Regions from separate parts of the Mus musculus genome. Here all the other regions are linked to region 1. A link is a contact called in public HiCAR-type and promoter capture Hi-C data. All regions are on one chromosome and are shown on one strand. The core of a region is the stretch at or near the end of the contact, and the rest is flanking DNA. Distances in the headings are between cores, read along the strand shown. Region 1 holds the start of Hddc2 (HD domain containing 2). Region 2 holds the start of Trappc3l (trafficking protein particle complex 3 like). Region 3 holds the start of 9330159F19Rik (RIKEN cDNA 9330159F19 gene). Region 4 holds the start of Rwdd1 (RWD domain containing 1). Region 5 holds the start of Zup1 (zinc finger containing ubiquitin peptidase 1). Region 6 holds the start of Soga3 (SOGA family member 3). Region 7 holds the start of Tspyl4 (TSPY-like 4).

Evidence for each region. Promoter capture Hi-C pulls out the DNA fragments that hold promoters and counts their contacts. HiCAR-type assays count read pairs that join an accessible place to other places.
Region 2: a promoter capture Hi-C map of pre-B cells shows a contact between it and region 1, with 2.4 times the contacts expected there. The contact joins the promoter of Trappc3l here to the promoter of Hddc2 in region 1. A contact is called at or near these places in 3 of 39 promoter capture datasets (the 3T3-L1 cell line, hippocampal neurons and pre-B cells).
Region 3: a contact with region 1 is called in a HiCAR-type map of astrocytes, with 4 times the contacts expected there. The contact joins the promoter of 9330159F19Rik here to the promoter of Hddc2 in region 1. A contact is called at or near these places in 3 of 39 promoter capture datasets (the 3T3-L1 cell line, hippocampal neurons and pre-B cells) and 1 of 115 datasets of contacts at active chromatin or transcription factors (astrocytes).
Region 4: a promoter capture Hi-C map of pre-B cells shows a contact between it and region 1, with 4 times the contacts expected there. The contact joins the promoter of Rwdd1 here to the promoter of Hddc2 in region 1. A contact is called at or near these places in 4 of 39 promoter capture datasets (the C10 cell line, embryonic stem cells, hippocampal neurons and 1 more), 1 of 484 Hi-C or Micro-C datasets (CD4 T cells) and 1 of 9 other capture datasets (liver).
Region 5: a promoter capture Hi-C map of hippocampal neurons shows a contact between it and region 1, with 4 times the contacts expected there. The contact joins the promoter of Zup1 here to the promoter of Hddc2 in region 1. A contact is called at or near these places in 4 of 39 promoter capture datasets (the C10 cell line, hippocampal neurons, liver and 1 more), 2 of 484 Hi-C or Micro-C datasets (CD4 T cells and pre-B cells) and 1 of 115 datasets of contacts at active chromatin or transcription factors (astrocytes).
Region 6: a promoter capture Hi-C map of embryonic stem cells shows a contact between it and region 1, with 4 times the contacts expected there. The contact joins the promoter of Soga3 here to the promoter of Hddc2 in region 1. A contact is called at or near these places in 4 of 39 promoter capture datasets (cranial neural crest, embryonic stem cells, hippocampal neurons and 1 more) and 2 of 115 datasets of contacts at active chromatin or transcription factors (astrocytes and embryonic forebrain).
Region 7: a contact with region 1 is called in a promoter capture Hi-C map of pre-B cells. The contact joins the promoter of Tspyl4 here to the promoter of Hddc2 in region 1. A contact is called at or near these places in 5 of 39 promoter capture datasets (the HPC-7 cell line, hippocampal neurons, liver and 2 more) and 1 of 115 datasets of contacts at active chromatin or transcription factors (large pre-B cells).

What each region holds. Positions count from the first base shown.
Region 1 is chr10:31,311,218-31,315,239 of GRCm38.p6, forward strand. Hddc2 (HD domain containing 2) reads left to right here and starts at 2,188. Exons shown (of 6, transcript NM_027168.2): 1 at 2,188-2,266; 2 at 3,298-3,419. The coding sequence starts at 2,198.
Region 2 is chr10:34,036,219-34,039,884 of GRCm38.p6, forward strand. It overlaps Trappc3l (trafficking protein particle complex 3 like), which reads left to right and starts at 1,379. Exons shown (of 7, transcript NM_001162937.1): 1 at 1,379-1,470. Calhm4 (calcium homeostasis modulator family member 4) reads right to left here. Exons shown (of 2, transcript NM_001081165.1): 2 at 2,566-3,666.
Region 3 is chr10:29,210,069-29,213,727 of GRCm38.p6, forward strand. 9330159F19Rik (RIKEN cDNA 9330159F19 gene) reads left to right here and starts at 1,575. Exons shown (of 6, transcript NM_001162537.2): 1 at 1,575-1,798.
Region 4 is chr10:34,017,088-34,020,923 of GRCm38.p6, forward strand. Rwdd1 (RWD domain containing 1) reads right to left here and starts at 2,529. Exons shown (of 7, transcript NM_025614.3): 1 at 2,279-2,529. The coding sequence starts at 2,351.
Region 5 is chr10:33,949,668-33,953,496 of GRCm38.p6, forward strand. It overlaps Zup1 (zinc finger containing ubiquitin peptidase 1), which reads right to left and starts at 1,592. Exons shown (of 11, transcript NM_001359455.1): 1 at 1,464-1,592; 2 at 81-197.
Region 6 is chr10:29,142,740-29,146,617 of GRCm38.p6, forward strand. It overlaps Soga3 (SOGA family member 3), which reads left to right and starts at 1,257. Exons shown (of 7, transcript NM_026138.2): 1 at 1,257-1,696; 2 at 3,825-3,878.
Region 7 is chr10:34,295,750-34,299,609 of GRCm38.p6, forward strand. It overlaps Tspyl4 (TSPY-like 4), which reads left to right and starts at 1,672. Exons shown (of 1, transcript NM_030203.2): 1 at 1,672-3,860. The coding sequence starts at 1,765. The coding sequence ends at 2,985. Gm26564 (a long non-coding RNA gene) reads right to left here and starts at 1,675. Exons shown (of 5, transcript XR_871568.2): 1 at 1,594-1,675.

The DNA.
Region 1 (4,022 bases), core at 938-3,437:
TTTAAAGGGACAAGTCAGTAGTTTTTCAGAGGTTTCTCCTGCCCAAGATTCCCCTGACGTGGAAAGCTGGAGCTTAGGTCCAGGTCAGAGTTCTCTCCATGCTATGCTGCTTGTCTCCTCTAGGGTCAGTAACTCACCTAAAAACTGCCTACAACTCTGCCGGCCTCTCAAAAAGCCTCACTACACACCCGAGGCAACACACACTTCTTACATCCCCGAGAACCACTGTGTTCCTTTGCAAGAGATCTTTAAGTAACACCAGTGTTTCAAGACATCTGTCACTCATGAGGTCTCTAGGTGTTTCCTCTGCTCCTATTCTAAGAAGAATGTTCTTTCACTGCTAAATCTTGATGTGAGTGATGGGTGCTGTCAGACCACAGTCTAAGAATGGAGTTGAGCAAGGGGAATCTTGAGTGCTTGTGAGAAAACTCCAAGAAAACAAGGCAAGAGTCTTATGACCACAGCTTCTTGAAACCCCAGAATCGTTCTTGGATTGTGTTTTTTGTACTCCTCCCAAGTATAATGGATAGGAGTGAGTTATTTCAGCTGATATTCTTCATGTGCATCTATGAAAAAAAACATTTTCTTGTCACATATGGCTTGTCTTTGTCATCAAATACTTTACTCATTTGAATCTTCTTAACCCTCAGAGTACAAATTGCTGGATGCTCTGACTAAAGAGCCCCTACTCTCCCAAGTTCACACTGTCAAACTAGGGTGGTGAGCAAGGTGCTATTTAAGATATTCTACTTCCATAAAGTCCTATTTATGATTTCCAGAAAGTTTTATACTCTAAAAAGCCACTTTCACAGGCATTTTTACTGCGATAACACCTGATTCAAACACTCTGATTAGAGTGACTAACAGTATGATTTATAGGGAGAAAGCAGATAGGGACTATATATAAAACCAGGAATAGGGCTTTCTACACCTAGGACCTTAGCATAGCAAGGCAGCCTGGTGGTGCTGGCATTTGAAGCTTGTGCTTTATAGATAACACAAACCACTCACCTACTTCAGTGCTGGAGAGCACTTGGGACCTCATGCACAGCTACACTACACTGCCAACTTTTCATTTCTTCTGTAGAGCTGACTTTAGAATCCTGGATGCTGCTCATGGATGCTACTTCAGTGCTGGAGAGCACTTGGGACCTCATGCACAGCTACACTATACTGCCAACTTTTCATTTCTTCTGTAGAGCTGACTTTAGAATCCTGGATGCTGCTCATGGATGCTGCCTCAGGGTTCTGTAGAATCTACTGAGCAACATTCTATACCAACATTATGCTATGATGACTATACATTTTCTAGTATAGTTCCCGGTATAGTATTCGGGCTCATATGGAAGAGGTGGTAGGTATATCAAGTAGTGAGAAACGAGAACAGACAATGGTTCATTAGAACCATCACCTTTTAGGGCCCTGTAAATAAATAAACCTACTTTGTTACAAATAAAATTGGAATTCCTTTTTATTTCTCTTTCTTCTTGAATCTTATTCATATCCTCGACTCCCTCTGCTTGAATTTGTCCATATCCATTAACTGCATTTAAAAGTTTGTACCATCAAATTGTCAATGGAAACTAGTCAGGTAGTCCTGGAAGATCCTGATCAGTTTCCTGGCAGAATGGATGCTTGTGGTTTCACCATGGGCTTCCTCTTACTAGCCCATTTCCTGCTTCCTCCAAAGTTTCCTGGTATGTCTGCCAAGCATTGCCTCCCTTCACAGGCTTGCCCAGTGCCTTTGTTAAACTGGTTAAGCGAAGCTTCTTATAGCTAGCTCTTCCTGCCAATCAGACACTGGGCTTCTAAGAAGCAAGGTTTGCAGGCATTATCCAGCTTCATCCTCCTTAGGCCTTTCTGCCCTTAGCGTCAAGCTGCGATTCCTGTGAAAGTTGATGGTTACTTGGGCAGAGACCATCCAAAGTCTGAGCACAGACCTTAGTACAGAGAAAGTGCTCTACCAAAGGAGGAAGTGGGGCTGTGAGGAGGAGCCAAAGGGTGGGGAGGAGCTGAAGGAGGGCGGGGAGGAGCTGAAGGAGGGCGGGGAGGAGCTGAAGGAGGGCGGGGAGGAGCTGAAGAAGGGCGGGGAGGAGCTGAAGGAGGGCGGGGAGGAGCTGAAGGAGGGCGGGGAGGAGCTGAAGGGGAATGGGGAGGGGCTTGAGGTTGACACCGCCCAGCTCTTATGCACTTCAGCATGGCTTTGGCCTCGTCCGGCTCTGGAGCCGGGCTGTTGCGTTTTCTGCGTCTAGTTGGGCAGCTCAAGGTGAGCGGGTGGGATCGGCTTGGCCGGGAGGCGGTGCGGCCCAGCTCAGGCACCGACCTCACGCAACCTCCCTCGCTCAGCCCGGCGTTGCTGGCGGGTACGCAGCCGAGGCTGGACCGGGGACTCGTGCACGCTCCATGCCCAGCGCGGCCACAACCCAGGCCATGGCGATGCTGCGGAGCGGCAGCGGAAGGCAGGAGCCGAAACCCCTGCACGTAGGCTGTGGAAACCTTCCTCTATCACCGTGACTTCCGGAACTGTTGGTTTCAGTAAATCGGTTTCAGCGTGCACCAGCCCTTGCTTGGCAGAGCTTGTGCAGAGCCCCCTTTGTTCCAAGATGAGCTGTTCTGTAACACTGCGACTATTTGTGAAATTCGTTAGATGCATAGAACTCCCAGAGAAAATGCAGACTTACACAGGTTGAGAAGTAGTGAAAGGCTTGACTGCCATGGAAACTCCTCCAAGCCATCTGAGTTAGAATTGGAGAGTCTGTCACATGTTGCATGTACAAAATATTCTATTATTGTATGAAATGAGTTTTTGGACGGCACAAACCTACTACTCTCATAGTTAGGAATAATACTGGGGCTTTGCTTTGCATTTTTCCTAACTACACCACAGATGAACAGCACAGGCTGGCAGCCTGGAACTTGGGTCTTCACCTGTTGAGTTCTTAGATTCCAGGCGTGTACCACCAGGCGTACCACCAGTTTTGCTTTTATGTCTAAAAACTTTTTGTGTATTATCCCATAGTTATACTTCACTAGCACAGAGTAAAGACTATTGGACTTTTGTATACTTTTGAACATTTTTGTATATTTGTGAATTGTCCACTCACTAGTGAGATTTCAGATTTTTATCGATATGATTAGTTTAAATGAAACATTTTTAAAAAAATAGGTTTGAAACCACGACTCAGCTGACATGTGGCTCTGTGGCCATTCTCTGGCATTTTCTTGAAGAGCACCTGTCATTTTTTGTTGTTGTTCCCAGGGATAGTGTTTTGTTTAATTCCTTATCTTATTTATTAGAGAGTTCCACGGACTGGCTGGGTATACAGAAATGTCGAAAAGCCAGAAAGCGTGTCAGATCACATGTACCGGATGGCAGTTATGGCCATGGTGACCAGAGATGACCGTCTTAACAAGGATAGGTAAGTTATTTGAACATTGATGCTTATGAAGGTTTCTGGACTCTGTGTGAGGATGACTTCAGTTGTAAACTATAGTAAGTTTTCTGTTACATTCTGCGTTGGTCTCAGGGGAAACAAGTGAGAAGTTAGGGCCTTAAAGGGTGAATATGTGTGAATTGTATCTTTGCATTAATTAGTATTTACTTGGCTTTGAACTATCTGCTTTTATGAATAATGATAGCCATTTCTGAGGCCATATTGTTGAACTAGTGTGGCAATAACTACATAGGAGCTATAAAGAGTTAGCATCTCTTTAGATCATCAGCAAGTTTTTGTTTTTGTTCTTTTTAATGCTTGATAATCACAAGACAAGAGTTTACAAAGAAGACAGCAAATGAATTGCACAGGACTGATGTGGCTTCAATAAAAATTACAAAATAAGTTAGGGTAGGAAATTAGCCAGTTGTTCCAGTAGCAGGGAAGATCTCATGTTCTTGGTTGGTCTTCACGGGTTAGATGGCATCTGAGCTAAGTGACATAGGTTAAGAAGTAGGGAAAGGCTTTGCATATAGAGTGTCCAGAAACAAAATCCTGGTGGTGAGAAGGTAATGGAGTACTTTGGGG
Region 2 (3,666 bases), core at 129-2,628, 2.7 Mb after region 1:
CAAGTAGGAGTTCACTCAACAACTCTTACAACTTAATCATTCTTTCCTGTCTCATACAAAGGAAAATTAAAGTTCCAGAGAGGCTGACATTCATAAGGTCATATGAGTAATGAGTGACAGTGCTTCTCTGAACTCCATGTTAACCCTTCATAACTATGGCCTTCTGAAAGAAACAAGATTATAGTGCTGTCCTGGACCTTTCATGTGTGTGTGTGTGTGTGTGTGTGTGTGTGTGTGTGTGAGAGAGAGAGCGAGAGAGAGAGAGAGAGAGAGAGAGAGAGAGGTGGGAGGGAGGGAGGGAGGGAGGGAGGGTGGGAGAGGAAGAGGGAGAGAAAAAGAGAACCTGAGACTCCAGGACAGGGGTGGTGGTAATTCTGAAAGTGTTTTTTTCAAGTTGGAAATATTTGCGTAGATTTACTGATGGAGCATTTCAAACCCCTCATGTTGCTGTTTTAAATGTCTTAATGTTTGGAATGCTTCAGACTTCATATCTTTGTAATGCTCCATATGTACTGCAGTCACCCACTACAGATAGTGCACATACTCATAGAAACCACTAGGTGGCAACAGAGGAAACCATACATGAAAGCTGCAGTCTCCCTAGATGCTGAGATTAAAGAAGATTCATCATTCTTGGAGTTTAGAACAGCCAAATGAGTTCCACTAAGGACGATGCAGTTCACCCGTTTAGAACCACCGTGCGCTATTCCATCCAGGGTCACATCTGTAGACATGTTAACTTCCAGTTCACACAACCAGTTTTAAACCTGCCTGTTTCCCAAGCCTGGCACTCTGCTCTTTCTTGATCGCATACTAATACTTGGTATGCTGCATGTTGAACCTAAAATTGTGTCTATGCATTTGTGGCTTTTTGAGCTAGAAAACATATTTGTACTCTGCATTCAGAATGCCGTTAATTAGTTATATGATTTAAAAATGTAAAGGTCTGTTTGTGTTTGCCTTTTAGTACAAACTAGATGCGAAAGAACAGTAAGCCCACGCTGTTGTTTCTTTTTTCTTTTTCTTTTAAAAAAAAGAGTGCAAGAGAAAGTGATATAGATCTCATTGGACTGGAGTTGCATGTGGTTAGAAACTACCAGGTGTGGGTGCTGGCAAAAGAATGCAGATCCTCGGGAAAAGCAACAAGCGCTATTAAACCCTGAGCCCCCACATGGCTGTTTCTAATTGCAGTCATTACCTTAAATTTTTAAACAAAAACACAGCTGGAATGAGTACAGAATCAAGGAGAATGATGAAGCATAAGTAAGGTCTGTGCAATTCAGCTTTGCTAGAGTAAAGGAGTCAGAAACAGCCAGAGCTAAGCTTTGGGTTTATTTTTCTCCTGGGAAGGCGGTGGTCTGAATCCTGGTGGAGTAGTGGAGCAGACAAAGGAGAAGTCAGCGAGTCTATCTCTGCCAAGCCACAGAAATTGATGTGCCAGCCAAAAGAACTTGGCAGCAAAAATACAAGGTAGGTGTTAGCGCATATAATTGATTTTAATTATATGCTTTATAATTACCTAAACCCATTAAGCATAAAGGAGAGGAAGGCCATGTTCTTTTTTTTTTTTTTTTTTTTTTTTTTTTTTTTTTTTTTTTTCCCATTTTTTATTAGGGATTTAGCTCATTTACATTTCCAATGCTATACCAAAAGTCCCCCTTACCCACCCACCCCCACTCCCCTACCCACCCACTCCCCCCCTTTGGCCCTGGCGTTCCCCTGTACCGGGGCACACAAAGTCTGCGTGTCCAATGGGCCTCTCTTTCCAGTGATGGCCGACTAGGCCATCTTTTGATACATATGCAGCTAGAGTCAAGAGCTCAGGGGTACTGGTTAGTTCATAATGTTGTTCCACCTATAGGGTTGCAGATCCCTTTAGCTCCTTGGGTACTTTCTCTAGCTCCTCCATTGGGAGCCCTGTGATCCATCCATTAGCTGACTGTGAGCATCCACTTCTGTGTTTGCTAGGCCCCGGCATAGTCTCACAAGAGACAGCTACATCTGGGTCCTTTCGATAAAATCTTGCTAGTATATGCAATGGTGTCAGCGTTTGGATGCTGATTATGGGGTGGATCCCTGGATATGGCAGTCTCTACATGGTCCATCCTTTCATCTCAGCTCCAAACTTTGTTTCTGTAACTCCTTCCATGGGTGTTTTGTTCCCACTTCTAAGGAGGGGCATAGTGTCCACACTTCAGTCTTCATTTTTCTTGAGTTTCATGTGTTTAGGAAATTGTATCTTATATCGTGGGTATCCTAGGTTTTGGGCTAGTATCCACTTATCAGTGAGTACATATTGTGTGAGTTCCTTTGTGATTGTGTTACCTCACTCAGGATGATGCTCTCCAGGTCCATCCATTTGGCTAGGAATTTCATAAATTCATTCTTTTTAATAGCTGAGTAGTACTCCATTGTGTAGATGTACCACATTTTCTGTATCCATTCCTCTGTTGAGGGGCATCTGGGTTCTTTCCAGTTTCTGGCTATTATAAATAAGGCTGAAAGGCCATGTTCTTAATGAAAAAAATTTACCCAGCTAGCTGCTGAACAAAAGAATACATGAAAAGAGGGTGGGGTATCGATTTATTTCATTTGAAATAGATGATACACAATGCAATAAAATATCAAGTATATATGCTATTATTCATGCATTCATATAGATGCTAGGAATTCCTCAGAACCATGTAAATCAGGAATTCCCCATCTCCTTTACCAAAAAGTCATGGCCACGATTAACTGGCTCAGAAGGTAAGCTTTCTCTGTTTGAGTTTGTTGAGGAGAGGGCTTCAGAAGCCGTCAGAGGCTGTTTCCTATTGTTAAGTCCTAAGCAACTATTAATCTTCCTGGTGATGTAACACTATAACTTCATACATTCTTTGATTGTGCTGTTAATTGAAAACCTTATTGAAAAGTCTCTTTGTGGTGAAGGTCCTGAAAACTAATAAACCAATTCCGAGTTTGGTGAGGATGATTCATTTACTAGTAAGTCAGCACAGACGAAATTATAAAACTCTTGGCTCAGTAGAGACAAAGAACTCTCAGCCTCATGGGAATTTTGAGAATAAAATGGATGAGACATTCCCTGTTCACTGACTTTCCTATTGGAGGGAACTGAGTGGCCTTCTACTATGTACATCTACTTTAGCTACTTTTTCAACATTGCTTTTGTAATATTGTATCAGCCCCAGTACACAGTAGATAAAGTAGAGCTACCTTCCCCAGGCCACCTGAAAAAAAGTCACTCTTAATGTTCTTCCAAAAGCAGAATGCCAGTTGATGTCTTTTAGAGAAAGCTAAAGATACAACTCAGTGAAGAGGCAACATAGGTCTACTATCATTCCAGAAAAACTGTATACCAGTGCTTTTCAACCTGTGTGGCACGACTCCTTAAGAGTTGAATGACACGTTCACAGGGGTCACCTAAGACCATTGGAAAACACAGATAGTTACATTATGATTTGTAACAATAGCAGAATGACAGTTATGAAGCTGCAACACAAGTAATTTTACTGGTTGGGGGATCATCACAACATGAGGAACTGTATTAAAGGGTCCCAGGATTAGGAGGGTTGAAAACCACTGCTCTGTATCCATTGATTAACCTACATAACAGTGAATATAAACATTTTATCAGATTATGAATTAGCTTCAGTAGTTCATTTGGTT
Region 3 (3,659 bases), core at 325-2,824, 2.1 Mb before region 1:
ATGAAGAGTCCACAGGAGTATTATTTGATAACTCCAGCTAATGGTTCTGAGCAAAGTTTCTTATTCGTCCTCCTGTATGCATTAGCAACGAGGCAAGCAGGAGGGACCAACTGTAACTCTCTGTCACTCCATGTATCTGTTTGCCTTACAGTCTTATGAAGTAAATTCATCTAATTGGTTAAGGAAGAAACAGAGGCCACAGGATTACACAGTTAAATGGGGGCAGAAGTATTGAGCCCTCGGTCCCTATAACAATATTCCAGGGTCCCCAAACTGGTTCCAAGTCCTGCTCCTCCTCTCAGAGGTCTTTCTGTGGGCTTTGTCAAGATGTTTTAGCTCTCTAAGCCATGGATATAAGTAAGATCCGGTGAATAAAACTGCAGACAGTTGCTAAGGTGGTAAACTGACACGAAGCTCCACTTGACATCCTTAGCACAGAGCTTTGCTTAAAGCTGCTCCCAGTGAATAACTAGTGTTGCTATTGTAACTATGACGATTGTGGCTGCCCCTGGAAATATGAATCCTAGCTCTCTAAACATAGGGAAGCATTTCTTTCGGTTATTCTGCCTGTATAACGTCCTTCTATGGAAGTAAAGAAGCTGGAGTTGGTGGCTCAAGACCCTAATTCCAGGACATGGAAGACTGAAGCAGGATTGTACTAAATTGAGACCAGTTTGAGAGGCAATATTGAGTTTTAGGCTAGCCTGTTTTGCTAAGCAATGTTATATGCTAATTAATTAGTCAGTTGACTAAATTAGATAAATATATGGTTGCCCTGACCAGTTTACCATTATTAAGCAATTTAGCTCCTTATGGGATGGAGCTTGGAGGTAGGCAAAAAAAAAAAAAAAAAAAAAAACCAACAAAAACCAAAAACATGAAATTATGGCATGCTTCAAATGACACATTGTTATATTGTACAGTCGGAAAACTTTAGCTTGACGATAAGAGCTTATTACTTAAAATTCAGTGTAACTGATTTGCTATATTGGCCCTAAAGACTTTATTGACTAAAGTAAACCACTATTCTCTCTCTCTCTCTCTCTCTCTCTCTCTCTCTCTCTCTCTCTCTCTCTCCCTCTCTCTCTATATATATATATGCCCCATTTCTATTTTGCATAAAGGCAAACATTCAATATGTTTCAACATACATTTTGACTCATGCTTGCTGGTGTGTGTGTGTGTGTGTGTGTGTGTGTGTGTGTGTGTGTGTGTGTGTGTGTATTTCTTTTTTTTTTTCTCACACATTTCCACTTCATCCCTGGCCAGACTAACAAAGACACTGAAACTGCATCTCACTGTAGAGAGAGAGGGAAAGAGAGGGGATGGAGGAAGAGGATGGTTCTTGCTCCTAAAAAAAGAGTCTACTTTCCAAATAAAAGAAATCTAAATTGTCATCATGTGCTGCTAGCAAGCAGATCTCTCCTGGCAAGTTTGAAAATGCTAGGCTCCATTATAAAAGTTAAAAATGTCCTGGACCTGGAGTTGTTTACCCAGAGGATATAACTGCTCTAAAGTTACAGAGCTGTGGTTGGAAGCAGCAGCCTTAAGGCCGCCTCCAAGTCCCTGACGTCATAGTAGCCCAGCTGCTGTTGTGACACTGAGCAGAGTAGCTCTTTGAAGTTCAATTTGCAAAGGCGTTTGTCAGGACCACTGTGGAAGATGAATGGATTTTGTTTTATAAAAGAACCACTGAGACTGTTCTTTAAGACAACTAGCTCTCTGCCCCACCTCTGCCATTGCTAGACTGGCCACACAGAGCCTGACCTGCTGCAGGACGACCCCCAAGTGTAAGAAGGTATGTTTCTTCTTGGCAAACTTGAACGAGCAAACTGGGTAGAGCAGGATACTGCTTCTGAATCTTAGATTAAAGATGAGATTTAAGTAAGTGTGTTTTCAGCATCTCCTGACCTGGCTGTGCTTGTGGCTGGGCCTCCGAACAGTGGGCAGGGTACATAAGGGATTCAACTGCCTTGGAGAAGGGGCTGTTCAACTGCTAAGGGTGGATTTCTAAAGCTTGGACTGACAGCAACATCCTCATCCTGAGACTGTTTCTCATTCATTCTCAGCAGTTCAGAAAAACGTTGCTCAGTGTAAGTTTCTATTAACTATTTATTAGAATGCAGTCTGTGGTGGGATGAAGTTATTTTTAATATCTGTGATATAAAATTTACAACCTGTGAGTTCTCTGTTATTTGAAATTTGTAATTTAAAAAAAAATGTAGTTTTATTCAAAACTACTATTACACTCCAGGAGGAGTATTTTTCATAATGTGAGTTAAAAGACACTGGTGTTTGTTTCCTGCAAACCAAGAGTTGTTTTTAATCAAAGCTTGTATCTTATTGGTTAAGGGAACTAAAACTAATGCGCATGTGGCTTAAATTGAGACTATGAGGAGATCCAAGAATAAAGATGGTGACCCGATGAGAAAACAAGATTGGCTTCTTTGGAATTCTTTGTGCTGCATTTCTTTGACCTTGCTAGAAAACAAGGAGCAGGCAGAAAGAGCAATGAACAGCAGTGAATTTTTTTTTCATTTTAATCTTCTAATAAAACCGAATGGGAGGTCTCTGGATAGATGCATTTGCTGATGAACAGCACATGAGCAATAGGATTCCTTAATTGCTTAAAATGGTTCCAGTGGTGGAAAATAACCTGGAAAGTAAGGGAGGGAATTACTTTGAAGATAGGTGACACAGTACTTTGAGGTATAGGCACAGAAGTTCCTAATCCCACAAAATTCATTGGGAGCAACTTATTGCCAGGCCAAATGATTTCCTCTAAGAATTGTGAAGTTGGAAGTATTTGCTGTCTCTGACATTCCTTCTGCAGTGTGCATCCTCATGTTTGTAAAGGACTTGAAATATAAGAAATGCAATATGCGCCAGGCAGTGGTGGCGCATGCCTTTAATCCCAGCACTCTGGAGGCAGAGGCAGGCGGATTTCTGAGTTCGAGGACAGCCAGGGGTATACAGAGAAACCTTGTCTGGAAAAAACTAACAAACAAACAAACAAAAAGAGAGAGAGAAAGAAATACAATATTGCCCAGAAAAAAAAACGAGAAAATAATGGGCACAAACTCAAAGCAGAATTTTCCTAAGACCGAAGCAGTAAGATCAACCCTCCTGACATGCCTTAGTTGGCTAAAATCCAGTTTCAGCAGGCAAGATGGAGTTTGAAATGGTCATAACTGTGAAGTAGAAAGCACTGAGCATGCCTTGGGTAAAGATGTATGACCATGGCCAAACTGAGGTGGGTCTAGGGACCAAGACTGCAACAGTAATCCTCTGCTCAACGTTATTATATTTATATCTTTGCTTCCCCGACCTAAAAGTTGTTTATAATCAAAGTTTGTATTTTATCATGTACAGTTCATGAGCCCCCCTTTGCTGTTCCTATATTTTGCTCCTTGGCAGGACTGAACCATCAGCTAAACCGTCTTGCTTCCTATTACAGCACTGCACAACCCACTCCCCTTTATAATCTTGGTGTCTTTATATTCTTTATAACCCTTTATAATCTTGGTGTCTTTATAATCTTTATAACCCTTTATAATCTTGGTGTCTGATTTTGAGGAGAAGTAGATTAAAGGGGATTATGGAATGCTAGTGTAATGTTGCTAGGGGCGGGGCATTTGTATGACTAGCAAATCAAGTCA
Region 4 (3,836 bases), core at 1,279-3,778, 2.7 Mb after region 1:
TTAAGGGAACTTGATTTTGATTTACTAAAGGTCAACCACTGACTTCCAAAAAGCTCCCCTCTATCAGCTATTCTAATAGAGCAATGGAAATAACTAAATTCTACTACCTTACCAGATCCTTGTCAAGTGATGCACAACTGGTGGGAGAATGGTATTGAGACAGTCTGTTTATACAGGTTGTTAGGAGGGTCAAAGTGCAACCAAGCTACCGAACAGGCAAAAAGAAGAAACTGGGGTGTGATGACAGTTCGCGACCAATGTAGCACTAGACTACAAGGTCACCAACAATAGAACAGCAACTAATGCTAAGGCTCAGCTAGGTCTGTGGGCCACAAGTGCACCTTTTTGACATCACACAAGGTCAGTGGACCTAACAAATGCTTCTCTCCTAGTTCACTGGGTATGCATTAAAGACAGGGTGGGGTGGGGTGGGAGAGCCAATTCCTTCCTCAGACTGAGCAGTTGCCAAATCTAGTATTAAGTAGGATATAAAATGAAGTAAAAACCTGCAAACTAGCCGGGTGGTGGTGGCGCATGCCTTTAATCCCAGCACTTGGGAGGCAGAGGCAGGCGGATTTCTGAGCTCAAGGCCAACCTGGTCTACAAAGTGAGTTCCAGGACAGCCAAGGCTATACAGAAAAACCCTGTCTCCAAAAACCAAAAAGTCCTACCTTTTCCCTAAAAGGTTTCAAAAAAAAAAAAAATACCAAGAGCAATACAAAATCCCTAAGAACAATTAATCAAGATTGTTTTTATTGCAAAAATGTGTATGGATGCAGAAAGGAATTACAAGCAGGCTCAGCAGGTTGCTATGGAATAGGTGAGTGCATCAAAATAATCGTAAGTCGTCATTTGTTACCCTGGCTCACTCAGGCTCCTTATGCACTTGTACATCTGACAAGAATTCCATATACTACTACTACTGGGACCTAGCAAAATTCAATACAATACTGCTTTAAGACATAAAAAATGTGCCATTGTAAGACACACATGCGCGGAACTTAGTGAAGGATAACCTAATATTTAAGACAAGTTAAAAATACTGTATGCCTCATGCATTTTTGTTTCTGCCTACAAAGGGTTCATGCCTATTATATTTCTAACGTGCTAGAAAGGTCTAAACATCGTAATTCAGACTATATCGGACAACTGACACTAGCGCTTTATTTTAGTTTGACACTGACATATAAGCAAGGATAGAGAAGGAAGCCAGACTCCACACATACACTCACCCAGGTAATGACACTCTCAACCCCCTCTTCACTCATCCCTTAACATCCGCAACACAGCTGTATTGCTGGTGCGAGAGAACATGAACTCGACTGGAGCTACACAGGAGTAGCTGAGAGACATCTGCCTGTTGGCAAAGCAGAACAAAATTTGCTTCCATTGCAAAAAGTTGGTCAAAAAGTGAAGCCAAGAAAGAAAACTAAGCTAAGCAATGAAAGGGATGGTTTAGGATTTAAAGTAATATGCCTTGGGTTCTTAATTCAGACACTAAGTAATACTTGACAACACTTGGAGGAAGGGTTGTGGAATGTAAATCCCATCAATCCCCAGCCTACGTTCATACTGACTTTACCTTGAGTGCTTCCCTAATTTGAGAAGACCCATAGATAGGTTTTCCATGGAAACAGACTCACAAGGAAAGATTCTACTAATGAATTTCCTGACGGATGCTTTCCCTTAGACCCAATCAGCTCTTCCTACATCTAAGCTGAGGCTGAATCCTTAACCGAAGTCTTCAGGATGTAAGAACTAAGGACCTCTGGCTGGAGGAGGGAGAGCACAAGCCACTTGCCTTCCCTGGGCCTCCAGAACCTCGACGACGTCTAAGATACCTAAGAACCACAGCGACCACATCGTTCATCAGGCATTCTGCAGAATGCCTGATCACTCTTATAGAGAGAATAAGACATCCCCGAGTGTGCTGCTCTCAAAAGCCAGCATCCCAATCTTCTCAGCAGGGAAAACAGCTGCTACTTCACCAGAGCTTAAAATAGGAGGTAAAGGGGGGACATTAAGCGGCTCTGGAGAAACTCATCGCACTGCTAGTTCCCCCCACCCCCCGCGTGCTTCAGTGAATCTCGGATGACGGAGGTTACGCGAAACCAAAGCGGTCAGGACCAATTCCAGGGCCTCCGCAGAGCCACCCGGACCTTCGGATTTCAGGACAGTGGGGAAGGAAGCAGGCGAGTGCTGGAAACTGTCTGGAGAGCGGCAGGAAGGGCCGCGGGGCCCCGGCCTCCGCCCCGGAGCAGGAGGCCGCCAAAGTCACCTGTGAAGGAGTCGGGGTAGATGGACTCCAGAGCCTCCAACTCGTTGCGTTGTTCCTCGCCGTAATCTGTCATCGTGGCCCGCGTTGTTGCCCGTGCATCGGCGCGACTCCCTGGCGGCGGGCTGCAGCGGACACCGCGGCCGCCGGCTGCCGGGCGGGCGCACGCGCAGAGTCGGAGTGGAAAGGCCTGGAGCCACGCCTGGCACGGATTGCTGAGAAACAGCCCCGGCTCCGCGGGCCGCCCGATCCCCGCGTCGGAGTTCGACTCATCGCGCCTGGAATGCCGGCCGCCGATTCGCTGCCTGTCTGCGACGGCTCGGGATTGGCTGGGGGGTGACCGCAGCCCGCCCGGCGTTCGGGAAGGACAGCTACTGCCCGCTGCTGGGCTTTGCTGGCTTCTGATGGAGACGCCTGGCAGAGAGGCATCGCCATTCTGCGCTCGATGTGTCTGGTCTGAGTCTCGCGCAGGGCGTGGTAGTGGCGCCGAGGGCGGGGCGCGGAGGTCCAAGGGCTTCCGCTTTTCCGCGTTCCTAAACCACGTTTGTCGCCCAGAGCAGCCTGTGGGCGACAGCCAGCCCGGCTTCTTGGAACTTTCAATGGCCTGATCTGTGCAGACTCCTGGAAGCCGAGCTGGGACTTGGGGTCGGGGTTCGTCCAGAGGTCTGTCCCAGGAGGAACCCGGGAGGAAGGCTGAAAGTCGAACCAGAGGTTCTTGCACCTCACTTTAAAGTTGTGAAATAAGTGAGGCGGAAAAATTGACCTAAAGACTTGTTCAGTTGTTATTTCAGCGAACAGATAAAGGGGCGGATCTTAGTGACAGATTTGACTTTGCCAAAACTACAATAAGATACCGGAAAATAATACCTTTGATTTAGCTCTACTTCTGCTGATAGATTTGACAGCTTCAAGTCTATCACTACAACCAAAATGTCAAATGCCGTAACGGCAAAACTAAGAAAACAGATAAATATGTCTTCTTTTTTAATGAACACTAAATAGTTACTTGGTTTATATTTGTTTATAATAAAGGAACACGTACTAGCCTAAACAAAATGTGGGGAAATGTACCTCGGGAAGAATACCCCAAACATACTAAAAATGTTTCCCCAAATTTCTCTACCTTCCTTGTGTATTAAAGCTGGCTTTACTTGTATTATGCAGGTTCCATAGATGGGCTTTTTTGGCTTTGGCTTTGTGGTGATTGTTGCTGTTGCTTGCTTGTATCTTGCTTACTAGCCAGGATTGCCAGAACTCGTGTTACCCCTACCCTGGCCTCAGTGGTGCTGAGATTGTAGGTGTGAGCCACAGTGCTCCAGTTACACAGAAAGAGTTTTTTGTTTTGTGTTTAATTAGCAAGTATTCCTTACTTACAGTAAAGGAAATGCATTATGTCAAAAGTATTATGGTTTCTTGTTTTAAATAGATTAAGGGTTGCTTTTTGCCTTCTTTTAAACTTTAAAGGGGAGAAAAGGAAACTTCTGAGATGAGGTAGCATTTCAGATATAAGCTGCATATTTGTTTATTCAAAGGAATTCCGATGATTAGTTACCAGAATAGA
Region 5 (3,829 bases), core at 342-2,841, 2.6 Mb after region 1:
ATATGTCCTAAGAAAGCCTAGCTACAGGTCAAGCATTCTTAATCCAAAAATTTAAACTCCATATGCTCCAAAATCCAAACCTTCTGAGCTGACATGTCCCAGTGGATCTATGCCTGATCTCAAACCTTCTGAGCAGACAGGTCCCAAGTGGATCTATGCCTGATCACACGATGTAGGACAGTCAAAACACTGGCACACTGAAAATAGAAATACATACAGAGAAATATGTTTTAAAATACAAGCTATATATGACACAAACAAACTTTATGTTTAGTATTGTATTTCTACATATTCTAGATAAAGGATATTGTGCCTGAATGTCAAGATATCAGAGGTAATAATAAGAAAATTTATGAGTAAAACATTTCAACAAGGCATTGGTGATACACCCTTTTAATCTCAGCACTCCTGAGGCAGAGAGCAGGTGGATCTGTTAGTTGGAGGCCAGCCATAGCTGAGTTCCAAACCATTCAGGGCTGCATAGTGAGACTCCATCTCAAAAAACAATAATACAAGGCATTTCGTCCAACAGGTAGAAAAAAAAGTATATTTAATAAGTTGTCCATGTAAAATAAAGTAAAACAGAAGGCTAATGTTGATCAACATATTTACTTGCATGTAGTAGAATGAGGAGGGTAAATCCACCTTAGTTCACTTCAGAGCTTTATATGTGTCAAACTTAATACCACTGCTGTGGTTTTACATACATGGAAACCCTGGACCAGACAGGTCACTACAGTCAGATAACGATGGAAGGTAAACACCGCAGAGCCCAAAGGTAAAAGCTGTGAGCATTGTAGGAAAACAGCACTTACCGCCAAGATCTAGGAAACTGGGGTATAGACGCTGGTTTCATTAGGTTAGCTAACAGCTCAACCCTCGGAAGTTCATTTTCAAACGAGTTATGAGATTGATGGGCTAATGGGAGATGGACTACTTGTAGGGAGGTGCTAAAACAAAACAAAACCTTTTAACGCAATCACAAACCCAGACCTTCCCCTAGACTATCACCTGGCTGTCACGTATTTTAGTAATAGGAAGGAAAAACGAGGGCAACTATTCCCTTCATCTAATTTCAGCTTTACAAAATCTTTCTACATTTTCCTTTTTCTCGTTTCTCTTCAGACAGTAATAAGTTTCTGTTTCTAGAAGGAAGTTCTATCGATACCTAGTTTCGTTTCTTCCAAGGACTGGGGCACTGCAGATAAAGGACACACTACAAGTAAGGGGGGACCTTCGAAGGGCTAGCCTGGGTACGGGATGGCGAAGGTGGTAAGGCCCGAATCTGTCAAAGTTCTGAGCCAACGTCGCACCGGTGGGGCGCAGGGAACCGGACCTGCGGCCACCCGGAGCCGGCCTGCAGACCCGGACCCACGGCTAGACCGCCGCTCCTCCCCACCGCAGGAGCCAGCCACCGCCCGAAAGCGCGCCCCACACAGCCCGCCCGATCGCCAAGGACAGACCTCCCGAGACTGCCGCGCCGCGACCCAAAAGAGAGCCCAGGCCTCCAAGAGTCCTCCGCAGTCACAACAGACCTTCCTCACTGGCCAGAGAGGGTAGAGATCCCAGCATGCCCCGCTGCAGATCCGTCTGAGTTGCGGTGCATTGTGGGACTTGTGAGGGATTTTTGCAACTTTCGCTTGCACATCAGAGCATCACTGCCCCTCCCACCTTCCAGTTGCAGTTTCCACTCCAGATATGCTAAAACCGTAACTAGATTCTGAGTACATTTAAATGTCTGATTCTGCGGCAAACACCTGTTCCTGTTTACACAGTATCTGAGCTCTAAATTATGTTCTGCGGGTTAATTAAGACAAGTTCCTTTGTCAATATTACAAAGTTGCTTATCCAGTGTTAACAGTCTGTTTCTCCCTCTGGGGGATTGATCTACGAGGCAACTACGGACGTGTTTAAATATGAGGATGACATAATCTGACAAGTATAATATTTTTAAATTATTGGGTATCGTTGAACGTGATGCATGGAGGAAATACTATTTCCTTTAGTAGAATTCCTTCTTTTAGTAAAAAAAAAAAAAAATTCGAAGTCATTGTAAGAGTGAAAGTACTCTTACAGAACATTTTCAAGCTAAAAATGAGCACATTAGCAGTTAACCATTAGCTGCGAGGCCAACAACAATGAAATCATTTCTCCAGAGGTATAAAAACGTTCAGAAAACAGAACTTTGTGGAATGTCTAAACAAGGGGCAACTAAAACTCTGCTTCCAGATTTCCTCCTTCATCAGCTTCCCACTTGACTCGTCTTTTCCTCCAAGACAGTATTAGTTAACGAAAAAAGATGAACTGGCCATCTTCTGTAACCAGGTTGTTATGCCCAGTTTGCGGGAACCCCAGGAGACTGCCAGAAATTGGAAGACCAAATGTAATATACAAAGAGTTTTTATTAACCGGGACCCGGTTCGCTATCTTTCCCAATGCACAGTGACCCCTAAATCTAGGGGTTTAAGGTATATATAGGAGGATGCATAAACTGGGGCTCTCAACCCCTGGTGTTACATGATTGGGAAGAGGAAAAGAGAACCGATAGTATTTGTTCAGACAGGGAGGAGGAATTGCGCAGCTGGAACAAGACCTTTTTGACCTGGGAAGACATAACTTATCAAAGACCAGCGTGTTTTTATAACGCAGTCACAGCTGCCTGAGAATGAGTGGACTTTATCACTTCGAGAATACTAACTCCTGTCTCCTTCAAAGGTCGGAGCCATCTGTGCTTGGGAGAGTGCTTTTATGAAGGAAGGATCACAATATTCCGGCGCCAGATTGGGCTCTCTTTTGTCTGCCCTCTTCATAAGGCCTGAAGCATCTATGTTAGGGGAAAGGGGTACTAACTGCTCTGGCTGCATGCAGGGACAGGAGAGTGCAGTATTTGACGCGCAGAGATTGGGGCAGGTTTCCTGTGTTTCTTCACAGGCAAAGCTTCCAGTGGAGGACAGGAACACCAATGCAGCTACAAAACCTGCTACCTACAACCTGCCTGTAAGATGTGCTGGAGCAAAGGTGGCACAGAACTTGAGGGAGTGGCCAACCAATGACTGGTCTAATTTCAGGCCTAGGTCACTAGAGGGAGCAGATTCCCAAAAAAAAAAAAAAAAAAAAAAAAAAAAGATGTTCCAAAAAAATTAAGTTTTGAAACATGTAGTTTGAAGAAATGCTAATTTTTGTATTTAGCTTTTGTGTAGATTTTGACTAAAGGCACATAAATTCGGATCACCAGTATTTATATTGCTTAAGTAAAAGGCTAATGCAAGATTAAAAAAAAAAAAAAAAAAACTTTGCAGAATATCTAAATAAGGGGTAGCTAAAACTCCCCCTCCAGATTTGCTCCATTACCAGTATCCATGAGATTCATCTTTCTCTTCAATCCAGGATTAGTGAGGAAAATGACCCATAAACACAATGTAAATAAATGGGCAAGGCTGGTATCAAGGTGTTGACATGAAAATAGGAAGAAGAAAAACGCAAGTATTTAACTATGAATCAAAGGTGTTGTGTTTGGGGTTAAAGGAGGACTCAGGTAAATTGCCCAGTGATGTAAGAATTATATGCAGCAACAGTAATTCTCTGAGTAAAGTGCAGATCCTTGGGCCAGAACAGGAGTCTCTTATAGGTTTCAAGGAAAGGGTGGTGGGAAGATTTTTTTCTTAAACTTTCTATTGGCCCATGGCTATCCATTTCTAGGGTAACAAGGAGTGGTGAGATGTTTTATTAGGATTTCAATTGCTGTGGGAGGAAAAAAAAACATGAACAAAAACAATTTGGGTAAAAATGTTTATTTCAGCTTATGACTCTTTTTTTTTTTTTTTTTCCC
Region 6 (3,878 bases), core at 7-2,506, 2.2 Mb before region 1:
CAGCACAGAGATGATTTCTCTACTTTCTTTGTATCCCCAGCACCTTGGACAGTGCTGGCCACAAACCACTCCATAGCAACAGTTTGACAGCCTAAATTATTTCCTTGTGATAACATAAGCGATGTCACTGGGGGTATACATTACCTGGGCTTAAATATGCTCTCATTTCGCTACTTCTGTGCAATTTACTCCAAATAGCCATTTCACTTTTAAGACAGGATTTAGTTTAAAATGAAGTCTCGCTCTAAAATTAACGCTAGGCTAGAAACTGTTGAAGAATATCTAAGTCTTTGTCCTTACAAAATCACCACAATAAAGTAAGAGAAGTTTAATGTCTCAAATTTTTCCTTTAAAAACAGGTTTATATATTCTGACCTGCAAACTTACAAGGGGATTTCTATGGGTTAAAGTAAGTCACTCGAGCCTACTCTCCTGAAATAAAATTGGAAGGAAAAAGAACAAAATTCCCCTCAAACATTAGGAGTATTATTACTGTGAATCAATATGGATAAATGTAAACTGGAAACGCATTTTTCTTAATTCATTGTCAGATCAGACGATTCTTTATTGATACATTTGTTCTGACTACTATTACTCACGTGCACAACAGTAAAAAAAAAAATGGATCTCAGAAATTACCAGTTTGTTTTCACTGAAGAAATTGGCCTTTAGCGAGGAGAGGGGAAAATATGGTGCCCAGTGCTACTGAGATGCACTTAAAACATCCCTGGAAGCACATATTTATTCAGTTTGCCCTAAATTAGTCATTTCTCCTTATCTCCTCAAGAACCCTTTGTCTGTGGGACAGCGGGTCTGACGAGCATTGTCTATTCGCGGAAAAGCCATCCCAGGACTCCGCCCGAGCTGGGGGTGGGGAAGGAGCCGCGCATGGAGAGACTGACTGAGCATTAAAGTGAGTGAACAAAGAGAAGTACCGGAAGCGCGCGCCAGCGCCTCTAAGAGCTGCGTCTAGAGACTCCGCTGGGTCAGGCTGAGGGTGCAGGATGCTCCAACCGGCTTCCCAAGGAAAAGAGCTCAAGTAAATAATTGATGGAGATTGATCGGACCTGAGACAAAGCTTTGCAGGAAGCCAAGGCATCCGATTTTAAGCGGTCTTGGAGTCTTCTGCCAAATACAGGAAATGGAAATGGAGAGAGGAATTTGATGAGCCAGGCTGAATAATTCTGCATCTCGGGCGTGGCTCTTGCCTTTTTGTCTTTCTGCCTCCCACCCGCTACCCTGGTTCCCCATCCTTCTCTTTCTTCTTTAAGCAACCACTCCGGTTACTTCTCTCCTGTCTTCCCTTCAATCCCGCCCTCTTTCCAGCCCAGTCCGGTGAGGTCAGCTCATGAATACCGCTGCACTTCCTGGGGAAGAGTCTGGCACTGCTTGGCACCCCGGGTATTGCCTGCTGCATTTGCAGCCCAGCCAGCCAAGCACCGCCGGCTAGGAGTCAACTCCCAGAGCTCTAAGTCTTTGTGGTTGTCGCCTTTGTTCGGAGAAACAGAGTGGGTGTGGATCCCGTGCAAGCAAGCGCGCCCAGAAGAAATTCGCCTATAACACTACGGAAGCTGGGAAGTTGAACTTTCTCTGAAAGGTAGAAAAATAAAGTCGGAGGTCTCCGGCTTCCTGGAAGCAAAAGCCACTGCAGAGAAGTGAGATCTTCTGGATTTCTAAAGACACGAAGAGAAACGGGGTGGGTCCTGGGACAGATAGGATTTGAGATGAAAAGGGTTGATTTGGTCCTTACTATCATTGCTTGGATGGATATTGCCACTGGAGAAACTGTGAGATACATTACCTTATTACTTTGTCAGGGAACAAGTGACAGACACTAGGTTCCTTAGATTGTGGAACTAATTAATGAAACCCAAGCTTTCGTTGAGGTTATAGTCTGGGCGGGTGAGGCTTCAGCTGGTGACTTTCTGAGTTCCCGCGTGGTTCTACTTGGTTAAATATAACATTGCATTGTCAGTACAATTAAGCTGGGTGGCCCACTTTAGTCTGACCCACGGTAAAGTAGGCCAGACTTTTTAGCAGAGGGTAACTTTGGTTTTCCTTCTGAAGTAATCATTGTTTATTTTTGTATTACAAAGGGAGTTGAAAAGAGATTACAGAGGGAGAAAGGAAGGTGGAGGAGTTTTGGGTGCCTTTCCGTTATGAAAGGACAAATGATTACATCCTCAATTGAGATACTTACAACAGACAATAAGAGTAATAATGGGAAACCATGTCTCCTAAAAGCTCTCTCTCTCTCTCCCTCTCTCTCTCTCTCTCTCCCTCCCTCTCTCTCTCTCTCTCTCCCTCTCTCTCTCTCTCTCTCTCTGTGTGTGTGTGTGTGTGTGTGTGTGTGCGCGCGTGCGTGTGTGTGCGTGTGTGTGTGTGTGTGTGTGTGTGTGTGTGTGTGTGTGACCTTCCTCTGCTTTACCAGTAAAGGTAAATGAGGTTCTTGGAAAGGGGCCAAATGAACTAGCTGTCTGAACCACTAGCAAGGAAAATCCACAGGTCTTTTCTGTCCTCTGGATTAAAATGGTATGTTTATACTGGAAAGCTAACACAATGTATCTTACCGCCCTAAAGGAAGACAAACAGCCTTTTGGTTAAATAGTGTTCCATGGTTCTGTTTCAGAATTTGGCTCCATAGGAATGTCTGAGCATTTTAACATTTTTAAATTTAGGTTTTATTTTATGCATATGGGTGTTTTGCCTGCATGCATATTTGTGTACCACATATGGGTCTGGTGCCCAGGGATGACAGAAGAGTGTATCAGGTTCCCTGAAACTGAAGTTACAGAGAGCTTAGAGATGTCACCTGAGTGCTTGGAGCAGACCCTGTGTCCTCTGAAAGAGCAGCCAATGTAATTAACCACTCTGCTATTTCTCTAGTGGGCATTTTAAAACTTCTACTCAGTCTATTATATACTATCTAAGGAGATGGTTCAGAATAAAACTGTTTTCTATGTTGTACTTGCAACTCAGTCCACCTTAAGTGCAGAACAGGAAGAAGCGAGGACAAATTCGCCATTAAAAACTTCGCAGCCTGTAGATAAAGCTGTTCATCAAATTTTTCAACAAGTATTTTTAAGCTGCTAAAATAATCTCTTTTGGGTTGTCAATGACTGAATCTTATAACTAATTCTTAATAGCAGCTTTTTCTTGAGCTTGGGGTTGATTCATATTCATTCTTTACAGTGTGTGTGTGTGTGTGTGTGTGTGTGTGTTCCATTCTAAAGAAAGTTGGCTAAAATTCTCTGAAGACAACATTAAGGGCTGGGGATGAGTGGGAAAAGTGTCATTTATCCAGGGAAAATCTTCTCTAGGATCTTACATTATAGCCTTATTTCTTTAACTGACAATTAGGAATACTAATTTAATACCCCCCCCACACACACACACACACACTAAACTAGGTTTAAAATACAGATTTGGAGTCAGAGGAGGAAGCTGTTTAACAACTATAATATCTAAACACTTCCTTTACCTTTCTATCCTTTTCCACTTTTCATCTCCCCTGCCCCCATTTCCTTCACCTTTCATTTCTTTCTGAACCTGTGCCTCACCCATCCCAGGTACAGGTTACCTAGGGAGTGCAAGTTTTAGCTGCCTTCAGATCCTTTTGACTGAGGTGGAGTAAGATGGAGACAGCGCCACTTTGGGCAAAGTGAGGACTTACAGCCCTGAATCTTTCACCTACTCAAAGCTTCCATCAAACCTTTGGTTTCCGAGTCTGATAATTCTCTCTAGCTTCCCTTGTACAGCACATTGACCTTTGGCTCTACAACAGTGTAAACATACTGTATATTTTTCTTCTATTTCCATCCCAGCTTACACAGGAAGGTTGGTGACAGAAAGGAGAGAAGAGGATGATCTAGAGATGG
Region 7 (3,860 bases), core at 422-2,921, 3.0 Mb after region 1:
TCTTTCTCCTGCATTGCCCAGTATTTTGGTTCAGCATTTGATGATTCTCTGCATCTTGGTTTAGGCTAAATTCAAGAGTGTTTGCTACTCTTTCAACTGTGTGAAGAGTCATTAGGTAAAGAAGTGGTGTAATGTTAAAGAATAACTCAGAAGTCACAGAGTGTATTATAGCAGTGTTTATGTGTTTACATAGGAAGTTAGCGATACATTTATTTCACCTCAGTAAGGCAAAAAGAATATTTGTTAAGAGAAAAAGGAAAGGGGGACAGAAAAAGAATTGGTATTTGTGTGTACATTTTAATTTTATTTAGATAATCAATTGATTTTCCTTTTTTTCTTTCCTTTTTTGGGAGATAGGGCTAGGAAGAGGCAGGCCAGCCTGGACAACTGTCTTTGAGTGAGAACACTCACCTTTGGCATAGAAAGAAAGAAAAAAATCAAGCTGCATGATATGCCATGTGTTGTTCTCACCACCTCAGAGTCTTAGGCGAACCAGGAGCCATTATTTCCCTCATTAGAGTTCTTAGGGTAATGTTTTTTGTTTTTGTTTTTTTTCTTTAAACCCCTATTCAAAGACTCTTACTGTAGTGTAACCATATTCTGGGAGGAATCAATTTCCCAGGGCAAAGAACTCTAAAGCTTTGTTCTAATAGAAATTCAAACATTAAATATGCAAAATTTAAGTTTCTGTTTTTTTCTATCCCTTAAGGATTAACATCCGAATTCTCAGACTTTAGCAAACTGAGAGACCGTGGTGATTAAATACATAAATAGCTTTTATTTATTTAAATAAATGATTGAGTAAATAAATAAATACATTTTCTAAATTGACTTGAATGAATGACCCTTCTTTTTTAAAGTAGATTATTTTAAAGACACAGTTGCTTAAGTGTGTGAAAAACCCTGATTGATTCTACCTTCACAAAGGCAAATTTGGGCAAATGTTAGTTGGCTCCATACCCACAGGCATGAAGCAGAACCTAAGATCATAAACCAAGGCAAAGGAGGATTAATGTGTATCGTTTTAGAAATTGAATCCTCTGAGGTTACATTTCCTTCACTAATTCTCAGGGGCTAACTGTGTATATGGCATGCGTTGTGGCCACCTGTAAATAAGGCGCGGTTTACTATTTATTTAAAAGTGAAGAAATATCCAATTGCTTTGTAAATGTCGGCCAATGTATACAAACATCAAAATCTCTGCAGAAATCGAAATTAACCTTAGGAATGTCTTGTTTGCTTGAAAGTAAAAACAACGACGACACTTTTTGCCCCCTAAATCTGATTCTGCGCAGCTCCTCAGTAGCCGCTATGAATCGAATCTGTGTCCGAAATAAGGAGGGCCTGTGAGCTGGTGAATTCGCTTCTCTATTCCTGGGAAGCATGAATAAAATCTGACTTTATTAGACAATAGGTTCTATTTTAAAATTTATTTTGAGACATGGTTTAGATACTGTCGAAATTAATTAGAGACTTACGAATAGACGTAAAATATAATTCGACATCCATTTATGTACTCAATTTCCCAGATGAGATTAAATTTACAGCATCATTTAAAAAGACAAAAAGAACACACTTGATCGACAAAATTACCTGGATTGCCAGTTCTCGCGCTACGGTTAGTTGCAGCTGGTATCCTGACGTCACAGGTTGCCATGGTAGCACCAGCCCAGAAGGAAAAGGGGTGGAGCTAAGCACTCACTGCGGTTTTGCGCTGCGTCTGCAGAGGACAAGGAAAGCTCTGCAGGGCTGTCAGCTGCCAAAATGAACGGCGTGGAAGGGAACAACGAGCTATCTCTCGCTAACACCACGACCCCCTCCCATGCCTCCGAAGATCTGGATCTGAAGCAGGACCAGGGGCTCCAAGAGGAAACCGACACAGTGCGGGAGATGGAGGCTGCAGGTGAGGCCGGTGCGGATGGAGGCGCGTCTCCGGATTCCGAGCACTGCGGCCCCGAGCTCTGCTTCCGAGTGGCTGAGAATAGTTGTGCTGCGGCAGCGAGAGGTCTGGAGGATGCTCCGTCTCCATCAAAGGGCGGGGACGCACCCTCAGCCCCTGTGGCAGCCGACGACAGCAGTAAAAATGGCTGTCAGCTTGAAGGGCCTCACAGCCCTGCTAAACCGAAAGCCCTGGAAGCCTGTGGTGCGGTGGGCCTGGGGTCTCAGCAGATGCCGGGGCCGAAGAAGACCAAGGAAATGACGACTACCAAGTGCGCCATCTCTGTGGCCACCGGCAAGGAGGGAGAAGCAGGAGCGGCAATGCAGGAAAAGAAGGGGTTACAGAAGGAAAAAAAGGTAGCTGGAGGAGGGAAAGAGGAGACTCGACCCAGAGCTCCGAAGATCAATTGCATGGACTCGCTGGAGGCCATCGATCAAGAGCTGTCAAATGTAAATGCGCAGGCTGACAGGGCCTTCCTCCAGCTGGAACGCAAATTTGGGCGGATGAGAAGGCTCCACATGCAGCGCAGAAGTTTCATCATCCAAAACATCCCAGGTTTCTGGGTCACCGCTTTTCGGAACCACCCCCAGCTGTCACCAATGATTAGTGGCCAAGATGAAGACATGATGAGGTACATGATCAATTTAGAGGTGGAGGAGCTTAAGCAGCCAAGAGTAGGGTGCAAATTTAAGTTCATCTTTCAAAGCAACCCCTACTTTCGAAATGAGGGGCTGGTCAAAGAATATGAGCGCAGATCCTCAGGTCGAGTGGTGTCACTCTCTACGCCAATCCGCTGGCACCGGGGTCAGGAACCCCAGGCCCACATCCACAGGAATAGGGAGGGGAACACGATTCCCAGTTTCTTCAACTGGTTCTCAGACCACAGCCTCCTAGAATTCGACAGAATAGCTGAAATTATCAAAGGGGAGCTGTGGTCCAATCCCCTACAATACTATCTGATGGGCGATGGGCCACGCCGTGGAGTTCGAGTCCCACCAAGGCAGCCAGTGGAGAGTCCCAGGTCCTTCAGGTTCCAGTCTGGCTAAGCTCTGCCCTCGTGAGAAGCTCTTGCAGAGGAGTCCTTACCACCTCCTCAGCTTGGCCAGCAGCATGCAGCCTTCTGTCTGCTTTCTCTTCCTGTTGGATTGTGTTCATTGGTTCTTCTAAGTCTCCAGTAGTTTCAAGATTGTGGCTTTCAAGTCTTTGCTCTTCTTTCTCTGGGCCATCACGATGTTCTGCATATATATATATAATGGTGTTCCAAGTGCATGGCCTTCAAACTGCTTCTATGCCAAGTCACGTGCTGTAGTCTGTACTTCGTTCTTTGCATGGCTTGGTCCCTGTCTGTGACATGATCTTTTTTTCATTTTTTTTTTTAAGTGGTTCTCTGCCACAAGAAAGCTTGACACATTCTTACCAAGAACTAGCCAGGCTTCATACTTTCTGCTGTGTTCCCGATATCTATGTACTGTGAAGAACCGTGAGTTTCACCACTGCAAGATGGAACTGTACCCCAACCCAGCCATTAGCCCAACAGGACATTCCAGGCTATTGCCAACTGATCCTAGCTGTCTTCCTGGGCCTTTGCCTTTTACCCTGCTTGTTATCTCTACAACAAGCAGGTGGCTGGTGGGTATGAGTGAAGTAACAGGCGAGGAATGTTTTCTGTCACCTCATTGGTCTTGTACCGTTGGTTGCTGTGCATTGTGATCAGCTACTGGTGAGTATGGAAGCTTGTGCAATTGCCCACTAGTTCTCTCCTGGTTGAGCTTTGCACAGGCCCAAGTGGTTCCTCAGGAACTATCTAAGGACCTAAGTTCCTAGGCAGCACACAGATACCCCCTGCTGTACCAGTTCCCATGGCTCAATTAGCTGCTGGGCAGGATCTGTAGTCTCACGTGGCAGTGCCCAAAGCAAAGCT